2 separate regions of the Cricetulus griseus genome follow, and region 2 is linked to region 1. Evidence: chromatin contacts called from public Micro-C data. All regions are on one chromosome and are shown on one strand. Each heading gives the region's core, a stretch centred on a gene start, on an enhancer-like site or on the middle of the called end of the contact. The rest is flanking DNA. Distances are from core to core; before and after follow the strand shown.

Region 1 (5,196 bases), core at 1,473-3,972:
ATGCATGCGTGGAGAGGCCCTTTGGACTTTTTTAAATCATGGAATAAAAATGCCAGAATTTTATTGAAGGGTAAGCCTCTGGTCGCAATAAGAGGGGTGGTTTGGCAGCATTAAAAGCCCCCTTTGCAGGGCTTGAGAGATGGTTCAGCGGTTAAGAGCAATTTGTTGATCTTGCCAAGGACCTAGTTCCCAGCACCCATGAGGTGGCTTACAGTCATCTGTAACCTCAGTTCCGTGGGATCCAACAGCCTCTCTGACTTCTGCAAGCATCGGGCACACATGTGGTGCACACATGTGGTCCACATACAAGCATGCAAAGTACTCACACACAGGAAATGATAAATAACTAAATCTTCTTAAAAGGTCTCGTCTGTTTCTAAGCATTAAAGACTTAAGTCTAGACTGTCATCTTTTTTACGCACGGAGGTTCTGCTTCTTAGAACCTGGTTACAGCTGAGTCCTTGGTTTTCCAACTCCCCCACTTAAGTGTTCCGGTCACAGTGTGTATTTCACAAGGGCATTTTGCTTTGAGAGGGCCCTTCCCCGTGCTCCAGCATCCCTTAGTGAGGAGTCATGGGGTTTTACACTAACACTGCCACATAGCGCTGCAAAGTGCTTATTAACTGGGAATCCATATCTTCAGAAAGGCAATCGGGATTTAGGAAATTATCACTTGCTGAATTACTAATTAACTCGGTGCCAGGAGTTGGGTATCACTTTTAAAGGCCGATGCTCACACCATCTATTCATACTGCATGCTAAGTCTAAGCGTCCATCCTGGATATGTATTCGTGGAAACCAAATTATTGGTTAGGTGGGCATGTTCAGCGATTTTGAAAATATGCAATTACACGACTCCGACTTTCTGTAGCCCACAGACCACACAGCCTCCTCCCTCTACAGTTATAAATCTGCATAGCATCTCATGTGTGGCAGCTGAGTGCATTCCTTTGAGAACATAGAGAAGTGTTAGAGCAAGCGGGGGGGGGAGGAGAAGCTAGAAAGGGGTTCATCACATCTTATCTCTGCCATCTCAGTCGGGCAATGTAACTTCCCTGGGTTGCATTCTTTTCAGATATAAAAATGAAAGTCCATGACATCAGAAATGATGCTATTATCCTCATCTTACTCACAGGTCGGTGATATAAAGAGAGCGATCGGCTTGAGGCTGCCTGGAGTGGCGTAGCTGTGAAGTACAGGAGTCAGTTCTCACAGCCTGCCATTCCAAATGCCCAAGGCCAGGGCCTGGGCACTCACCAGTTACACTGGAAAACCGCATGCACCACACAAGCAGATGCTGTGTGCATTGTTTTCAAAGTACTAGGTACCTTCTTGTCTGTTTAAATGTCACTCTCAGCCGTCATCACTGACTCCTGCTGCCTTCAGCTCCCACCAGCATCTGCACCCATGACCCCTTCAGGGCAAATATAGAGGCTCACGACTGTTTTTGTTGTTGTTGTTGTTTTCTTATTTGTTTGTTTTACTTTGTTAAACATCATGTAATGAGACATGAAAGAATCTTCGTTACAATTAGACAAAAAAAAAAAACTACTAAATAAATCTTTCAATTCTGTTTGAAACGTTCTATCCACCTGGTTAAAAAATTCACATTGACTTTGGGATCTTTGCCTTTTTAATTTGCTAAACAAGGCCTGGACTAGCTGCCTGCTCTTTGATTTCTCATTCGAAAGGCCCAGATCTTTCCCATCCCATTTGTCTCATCTCTGTTTCTATGTTGCATTTTCTAGCATTTCTCCACCTGCTCTGCCTCTCTGAAGTCCTTTAAAGTGCATTTTAAGTCGTTTTAGCCATCACTGAAATGTGGGAGGGTGCGCTGGCTCTTCTATCCACAAATTCTAAGCATGCTTGTCCGACACACATTTTTCTCCCTGGCGGTTTCTATGAGTGTTCATTCACTTGTGCATTCTTCCATTCTTTCCTTCAGCCATTCAGCAAACATTTGTGATGCTCGACTGTGTACTTGTTTATGGAATAAACTCCGGGGACCTCCAGATGAATAAGACCCAGAGAGGGACCGGGATTCGAGGAGTTCATCGGGACTCCATCTGATTCCATCTTGAGAATAGCTATTAAATCGGCATAGTATTTGCATATAACATGTACAACACCCTCCTGTATCCTAGTTGAAACAATTTCTGGCTTACTTACAAGATGCAATACAATGTTGTTTTAGTGACCTTTGCTATGGTTGTCTTCAAACATCTGACAAGAAGCAAATGAGAAAACGATGATTGACTTTGTTTTCGTGAGGGGGCGGGCATGGGATGAAAGCAGCTCCTGGGATTCAGGAGGTCAGGGCGGGGCTTCCTCATACCCTTATGCACCAGGAAGCAGAAAGCTCCCCCGGAAGTGGGCCTGGCTATCTCCCTCAAGTTCCTTTACTAGCAATAGCCACTTCCAACAGCTAAAATCCACCTTCTAAAGCTTCACAGCTTCCAAAAAAGTGACACCAGCTGGGGACAACTGTTCAAACACAAGAGCCTCCTCCAGGGTATAGCTCATTTCCATGTCATAGCAAATACAAATGTCACATTCAAGGCTGTAAAACTATTAGTTAGAGAACGATGACAAGGAACAGTCTCCGTATAACAGTTTTTCTAGATATTTTGAAGGAGAATGGTTGAGTCAGAAGACACTGGACCAATGTATGCAGGGGGCTGACCACACAGCCAAAGGAAGCCATGTCCATTAGGGACAAAGCCATGGACAGCATGATTCACCACAAAGTATTCTCTATAAATCTGGGGTGAGTCAGGGAGCAGGAACAGGGCCAAAGGGACAGCAGAGAATGTCTGACTGTGTTTCATGTCCATGTGTTCATGTGGTATGCGTATGTATGTATGTATGTATGTATGATCTGTGTGCACATGTACCATGAGTGTGTGTGAGTGTGTTAGTGAGTATGTGTGCAAGTGTGTGAGTGTGTGAATGTGTGTGCAAGTGTGTGAGTGTGTGTGAGTGTGTGCATGTGCATGAGTGTGTGTGTGTGTGTGTGTGTGTGTGTGTGTGTGTGTAAAGTGGGGGGATGGCTGGAGTTGATGATGGGTGTCTTTCTCAACCAATCTCCCTTTATTCACTGAGTCAGGGTCTCTCCTGAACCGGAAACACGCCACTTCTCGTTATTCTAGGTAGCCAGCTGACATCAGGAGTCCACTGTCTCTGCCTCCTGAGTGCTAGGACTACAGGAAGCCACTATGCCTGCCTAGCTTTCATTGGTTCCACAGGTCTGGACTCCAGTCCTCACTCTTGTGTGACAAAGGTTTATCCTCTAACCCATCTGCCAGGCCCTCAGCTGAGTTTGAGTATGAGGGCTGGGAGAGAGGAGGCTTACCTGTGGATCTGTGAAGAGCTCAGTGCAGCCCTCAGGTGGAACTATTAGGCTCTTGCTGGTTACTTGATTGTTTTTTGTTTGCTTGTTTCTGGTTTTTGTTTTGTTTGCCAGTTTGACACAAGCTGGAAAAGATGCCTCCATCAGGTTGACCTGTGAACAAGTCTGTAGGGCATTTTCTTAATTAAATATTGAAGAGGGAAGGCCCAGCTCGCTGTGGGTGGTGCCACTCCTGGGGAGGAGGTCCTGGGAGGTCCAAGAAAGCAGGCTGAGCAAACCAGGGGAAGCAAGTCAGTAAGCCGTGTTCCCCCATGGCCTGTGCATCAGTTCCTGCCCCGCCTTCCCTTCATGATCGATTGACTACAAGCTGAAAGCTGAAAGAAAGTCATCCTTCTCTTTCCCCTTGGTTGTGGTGCCTATCACAGCACTAGATAGCAATGCCAGGGGCAGCTGGTGAAGGGAGAACTGTCTGTCTGTGGGGTGTGAAGGGGCTCAGTGCTCCTCAACTCAGATGGTGACCTTACAGTCACAGGGGAACAGAGGAGAGAGCAACCTCTTGAGCATGCAAAGGTCCTCATATGATGGCCTTAGAGGCTCAGGGGCATTTGGCATGATTCTGATGGCTGAGGGTACTCGAGGTTTGTAATTAGAAAAGTAACAAACATAAAATACATTTTATTAAAATCATAGCAGTTTCCAAGGAATGCTAAACGTGTTCGTGTTTGTGGAGTTGAATACCACATCTTTCTGTTTCTGCACTGTAATCTTACAGATACTTGTGTCACTGGAGGCTCCTGGGATCCAGAATGAGGCCGCCTTGTTTGTCTCCTCGGATTATTGCCCAGAGTAAGGAGTCCTAGAGAGGCCTCTGGCGCCATCTGCTGTGCAGATCCTGTTACAAATGCTCGGTTTACCTTGGGAAGAGACTGCTCCAAACGATAACTTACAACAGGACAGGCCTTTCTTTCTTCCCCAGAGCACCATGATACAACACAATAACAATGGAAACCCATTCTCTGGAATCTGCCATCAGGGGTTGTACCATGGAACCATCGAAGCACACTTAAACCTAGCCGGCTACACACCAAGGCTGTGTGCAGTATGTTAGATGGCAGAGCCTGTTACTCCTAGGACTGTGGTGAATGAACTAAACCACATGAGACCAAGCCAAGCAGAAGAGAAAATGGCATGATCCAAAGACACCGAAAACAACACAGGTGCAAGACCTCTGCTCTTAATTTGCTTGATTCTAAATTTTGTTTTCTAATAAGTAGAAAGAATGTAAAATTCTAAAAGAGCAAGAGAAAATAAAATCAATACATGAACTAGTGACACTGTACCTCTGTTTTAAGTATTACACACTGTAATTAGGCTTGGTGTATTCACAGCTGGCCACACAATAGATTTGTTTACACTCCCATCGCCATAGACCCTGCCACTCTATATACGATTCATTGCTGACCAAAAGAAAAAAAAAATATCTGTATGGGACTCCTGACTGACTTGGTTCAGTTTTACAAATGGAAAACCATGTCTCAGAACAGTGAAGCAACGCGCTTCAGGCCATCGCAGGCCATGTTTCCAATCTCATATCTTTGTAGCCCTTAGGACGGTCATCCTACTTTAAGCCACTATGAGTTGAAGAACCTGGCCTATCACATCCCCTGCCTTTCCCATTCCTGGTCCGGCTACTTCCTCCTGAATGACCTCTGACCTGCATCACTGTCATCTATTTGCTTCCTCACTCAACTTCTCCCCTGTCCCACCAGTCATCTTCCTTTCTTAGTAGTGACACCAGGAAGCCGAGTGGGCGATGGAAGGAAGCATAATTCTGGAGAGAAGAGAAC
Region 2 (5,196 bases), core at 1,281-3,780, 300 kb before region 1:
ACACATATACATAAAATAAATACTAACTTTTAATAAGAGCATGTCCAGTTGCAATGGGTTTGTGCTGTAAACGCCTCACTTTCAAGGATGGTGCTGGATACAGAAGTCAGCCCTGCTTCTCTGGCTCCACCCCCCATGCAGATCCATCTATTAGCACTCAGGTGACAGACAAGGCAACCTTGTTCATGTTCCAGTCCTCAAGATCACCTCTGAGCCGGGGCTGTTTACGAAGCCACCCAGAATATCGTGAAACCATATCCAGTTTAAAAAAATATTGATTTCTACTTGAGATGGTAGCTCTACCCAACAATTAAAAGAATATTTTGAACATATTCAGTCAAATGGTTTACCATTCACAAAGAATCAACTTGGGGTTGACAGTTTAACAAAGCGGCAGAGTGCTCCTTAGCAAGGACAAGGCCCTCAATTTGGTCCTCAGTACTTAGGGGGGAGGGGCAGGGGGGAAGGCAACTCACAGATTATATATACCAAAGTCTGAAATGATGTAACAAATTAATAGTATCAACTAAACAATAAATTTGAACTTTGTACACATGAAGTACCTGGGCACACACACATAATAAGTGATAAACAAACTTCACCACTGATAAGACTCCTAACAATGAATTTTTACTTTCTAATGAATAGCTACAAAAAAAGAACAAAGCAGACTACTATGGACTTCTTACCTTGAACTCCAAACCATACACTGGCCTTATCCACAGCTAAAGGCTCCTTCCTCACACGGCTGAAGCTGCCATTTCTGCAGCGATAGTCAGATACTTTGTTTCATTCTCAGGCACCAGAAAGCAACAGTCACACAGTAGGGGCTGGAGAGACAGCCAAGCCATCAACACTTGGTCCTCTTTCAGAGGAATGGGTTTGGTCCCTATCTTGTACATCTAGCAGCTCACAGACAGAACTTTCTGACTCACTATGGCCTGGCTATTTTCACAGCTTTCTTTGCAGGAAGTTAGAAGGGACAAGCGGATGTTCCCTCTTAGCCTGTAGCTTTTGTTGCATATTAGGCGGGTTTTTACCAAACTTTTACAGAAAACTAAATGCACTCTACATTTTGCAGACCTTTGGCTGCAACCCACACCTAACCTTTGAATAAACAGATGAAGCAATTCCTTATCAGAGCTGGGTGGGAACTGACAAACTCTTCCCAAACTGTCATTTCTGTGACTTTTGCGGACTGCAGTCCTGAAGGGAAAGAAGGGGAAGCTGAGGTCCTGATACTTCCTGTGGAACTTCCATTTGTCCTCCAAACAGCTCTCAAGCCTAAGCCCAACATGGTAGGAGCCACAAAATCCCCTTGCTTACCCGTGTGCCTGCCCCCTCCTCCCGCCTCTGCCTGGAAAATGGACAGAGATAATCATCTAGGCAGTAGTTCTCAACTTTCTTAATGCTGTGACCCTTTAATACAGTTTATGCTGTGGTGGCCCCCCAACCATAAAATTACTTCGTTGCTACTTCATAACTGTAATTTTCTACTGTTATGAATCATCAAGCAAATAAATAGCTGACATGCAGCCCCTTGCGCGACCCACCGATGAAATGCATTCAAAACAGGTGCAGCAAAAGAGGAATCTGGAGTGTGAGAAACTATGGAGAAGGGGTCCTGGGTAAGTGCCCGAACTCTGAAGGCCAGCAGAGCTAGGCTTTGCCATGAGGTCTCTCAAAAGACCTTCCCTGAGAGCACACCGAGGAAGCAATACAGGCATCCTCGGATTGCCTTGCTCTCTCCCTGGCCAGCTGTGACACTTTACGCGGGGTTACTCAACTTCTGAGCCTCAATTTTCAAATCGGGATTATGGAGAGAATATCAAGGATTTGGCAACACTGGATAAACTCAAAAGTCAGATCTAACCCAGCAGGCACAGACCTTAATGTGGTCATTGCCATTTGGGGGTTGCTGAAGCTGCGATGCTCTGCAGTGTGATGTGGGAGCTGAGGGTGCAGGTCCCACGCATCTATCTGGGGCCCATCGTTCTGTCTGAAGAGATTATGAGCTGGAGGGCGGCCACCAGGTGGTCTCCTCGCCGACCTCCGGGCCCCAGCTTCTAGGGGCCACCTGGTCACCTGGCAATCGAGCGCGTCCATCCTCGTGGAGACCGTCCCCCGGCAGCCATCTTGGCTGCATGCACCCAGCAAGTTTCGTCACGCGGTGGTTAGGGACGCGTGGCACGATGCGTATTGCGCCCTCCCGCTGGGGAGCCAGACCAGCTCCACGCGGGGCCCTCCCTAGCCCCAGGCGGGATCTGCGGACCCACGAGGTCTCCGGGCGCAGGTACCCATCCCAGGTATCCCCAGCGCGCGCAGCGGACCCCGCTGGGTCCCCCGCGGAACCCGAGACCTAACCGGCCCGCGCGCCCCGCAGCCCCGCGCCACTCACCGCCTCCCCGGCCGCTCCCCGCACCGCTCGTTCCCGCTCGGCGCCACCTCCCGCTGCCGGAAGCGCCCCGGTCCCGCGCGCCGCCCCCAGGAGCGCGGCCCTGACGCGCGCTCAGGACGCGCGGCCCCGCCCCGAGGCTCCTGCCTCTGCCTGGGCGTCACTCCGCAGGCTGCGAGCTCCGCGGTCTGTGCACGCCCCTCGTGCCCGCGCTTCTGCTTCTCGCCCAAGTTCATCTTCGCCGCGCTGTGCCGCCCCGGTCAATCAATACCACTGTGGTTCGGTTTGGTTTCCCTTTGGGGTCCACCCTTCATCATTGCTGTGCCCACTTTATCCAGTCACCCGCTCCTTCATTCATTTGGGTCAGTGTTTCTTAAAACGTGGCGTTTGGCACAACCATCGCTATAAGGAAACTTAGATGATAGACGTGCCACCACCTCATTTATACCTTCAAAAGAGTCACTGGCTACTAGACTGAGACCCGACCATAGGGGACATGCAGACCAGAGGCCTTTTCTGGAGGCTACTGAGCTTAGCCAGAAGGAAATGTCGGTGGCAGTTCACCTTGGTCTAGGTGGAGGGATGTATTGAATCCTGGACGCATTTTGAAGGCCAGCACAATCTGGCAAATGACGAATTACATTCTGTGCATAGGTAGAAAACTCTCTCTCTCTCTCTCTCTCTCTCTCTCTCTCTCTCTCTCTCTCTCTGTGTGTGTGTGTGTGTGTGTGTGTGTGTGTGTGTGTGTATTTCTAACCCAGCAATGTGACTGTTAAGTGTTTATGAGAAAATAAAGAGTCTGAAACAGCCAACCCATTTTGAAGGAGTAGATTGTCCCCAGTTACAAACTTTGGCACAGAGCCATGGGAAAGAAGGGAGGAAGTGTGTTTGTACCAGGACCAACAAGGAGCTCCATTCAGCCAAACAGACATGCCAGACCCTGTGGAAAGAAGGTCACCATGGTGAGATGGGAAAGAGATCACACTCCTGGCAGGAGCTTCTGCTTGCAAGGCTGGTCCCAGAAGCCCCTGCTAACACTGTAGAGAAAAGCAGTGTTCCTTCTGAATGTGGAAGGGGATGATGTGACCAAGCCCACAGATCCAATTAGCTACCAGTGGCTATGCCTTGGAGCCCGAGAATGCCATGTGACCTACTGCTTCAAGCTCTCGCTGCCTTGACTTCCCCAATGTGATGTGGCTCTTGAATATACTTGTTTCACAAGGCAAGGGGGAAGGGTAGGTATTTACTCAACATACCATCATCAATGGAATTCCTGCCTTAGGCAACATAGAACAAACGCAATTGCAGGCAAATTCATAAACCAAAATGGAAAATAAAACTCTGAGCAATATTTCACAGACATTTTGGATGTTTTTCATTGTTCTCAGAACACCTGTCTATCCTTAATCTGATTATAAGATGGACTAAAAACAGGATTGAGAAGGAAAACAAAGATCCAATATCCTCATTAGTTGTTTGTCAAGCTGACACAAGCTATAGTTATCAAAGATAAGGAAGCGTCAGTTGAGAAAGTAACCCTATAAGATCAGGCTATAGGCAAGGCTGTGGAACACATTCTTAGTGATTGATGTGGGAGGTACCATCCCTGGGCCCATGGTCCTGCGTTCTATAAGAAAGCAGACTGAGCAAGCCATGAAGAGTAGTAAACCAATAAGCACACCCTCCGTGACCTCTGCATCAGCCCTGCCTCCAGGTTCCTGCCTTCTTTTGATGATGAATAGTGATATGGAAGTGTAAGCCAAATAGACACTTTCATTCCCAAGTTGCACTGAACAAGGTGTATCATCACAGCAATGATAGCCCTAAGACACCCAACAAAGCACACACACACACACACACACACACACACACACACACACACCACACACATACACACACACACACACACACACACACACACACACACACACACAGAGTCTTACAAAGAGCTAATGGACTCAAAGAGAGATTGCAAACAAGTATCTAAGATAAATGGCATTAACCCAGTGTAAAACTTGCAACAGTAGAATTTCTAACTTGACATCTTTGCAACAGTATCTGTAACAAAGTGCTATGCAAGCCAGATAGGGGCCACCAGGTTGGCTGCAGAGCAGAAGGCATAGTAGATACAACCCCATCAAGTTTTCTGTTGCTAAAGTAACCACATATCATACATAACTCCATAACCCCAGGCTGTACAACAGTAACAGTGTGTTCTGTTCTTAAGTCTATGGTTGGCTGTGCATTTCTGTTTCTTTGGCCTACTCTCTGCACGCTTACTCATTTACCCCAAATGGCTGGTGGCTTTATCATCTCTGCATCTGAGGCCTTAGCTAAACAATTGGCTGGGCTGACTTTGCTCTATTCCAGTCTTTTTTTTTTTTTTTGTCTTGCATTGGTGGCCCTGGGTATGTTTGTACAGCAAAGGGCCAGATGGGAAGGAAGACAGTAGAGGCCAAGACTTAAAACATACACCCTTGCACTTCTGCTGTAGTCTGTGGGGTCCAAGTAAGCAACAAAATGATCACCCATTCAGGAAGAAAAGATCACATCCCTGCCAAGCCACACTGTGCAGGTGAGGAATTGGGTGTCCCCCAGATCCTGTCATATACCTCTTTGCCCTTTCAGCCCCTCGGTTCTTCTGGGAATAGACCCTCCTTCCACTTGATCCGGCCAGCTGAACACTTATGGGCCTTTTTCCTCTCAGATCGGCCTCAGCTGCAAGCACATGACCCACACTGGGTCAAACAGACTCTTGGCCTGAATTTGTGTTACACACCGGGAGAGACACATCACTCCTC

What was found. A called contact is a pair of places that touch in the nucleus more often than the background predicts.
Region 2: a Micro-C map of the CHO-K1 cell line shows a contact between it and region 1, with 6 times the contacts expected there. The contact joins the promoter of Sfxn1 here to the enhancer-like site in region 1. A contact is called at or near these places in 4 of 8 Hi-C or Micro-C datasets (the CHK-Q cell line, the CHO-K1 cell line and fibroblasts).

The regions. Positions count from the first base shown.
Region 1 is chr3:272,783,722-272,788,917 of CriGri-PICRH-1.0, reverse strand. No RefSeq gene overlaps it. Among named protein-coding and RNA genes, the nearest start is that of Drd1, 280 kb to the left of the region's middle. Within about 2 kb of position 2,722, at least 2 of the 6 cell types and tissues checked have open chromatin away from gene starts, as enhancers often do. A contact at or near this core is called in the CHO-K1 cell line and fibroblasts, where this site is marked.
Region 2 is chr3:273,085,886-273,091,081 of CriGri-PICRH-1.0, reverse strand. Sfxn1 (sideroflexin-1) reads right to left here and starts at 2,530. Exons shown (of 11, transcript XM_027409887.2): 1 at 2,399-2,530.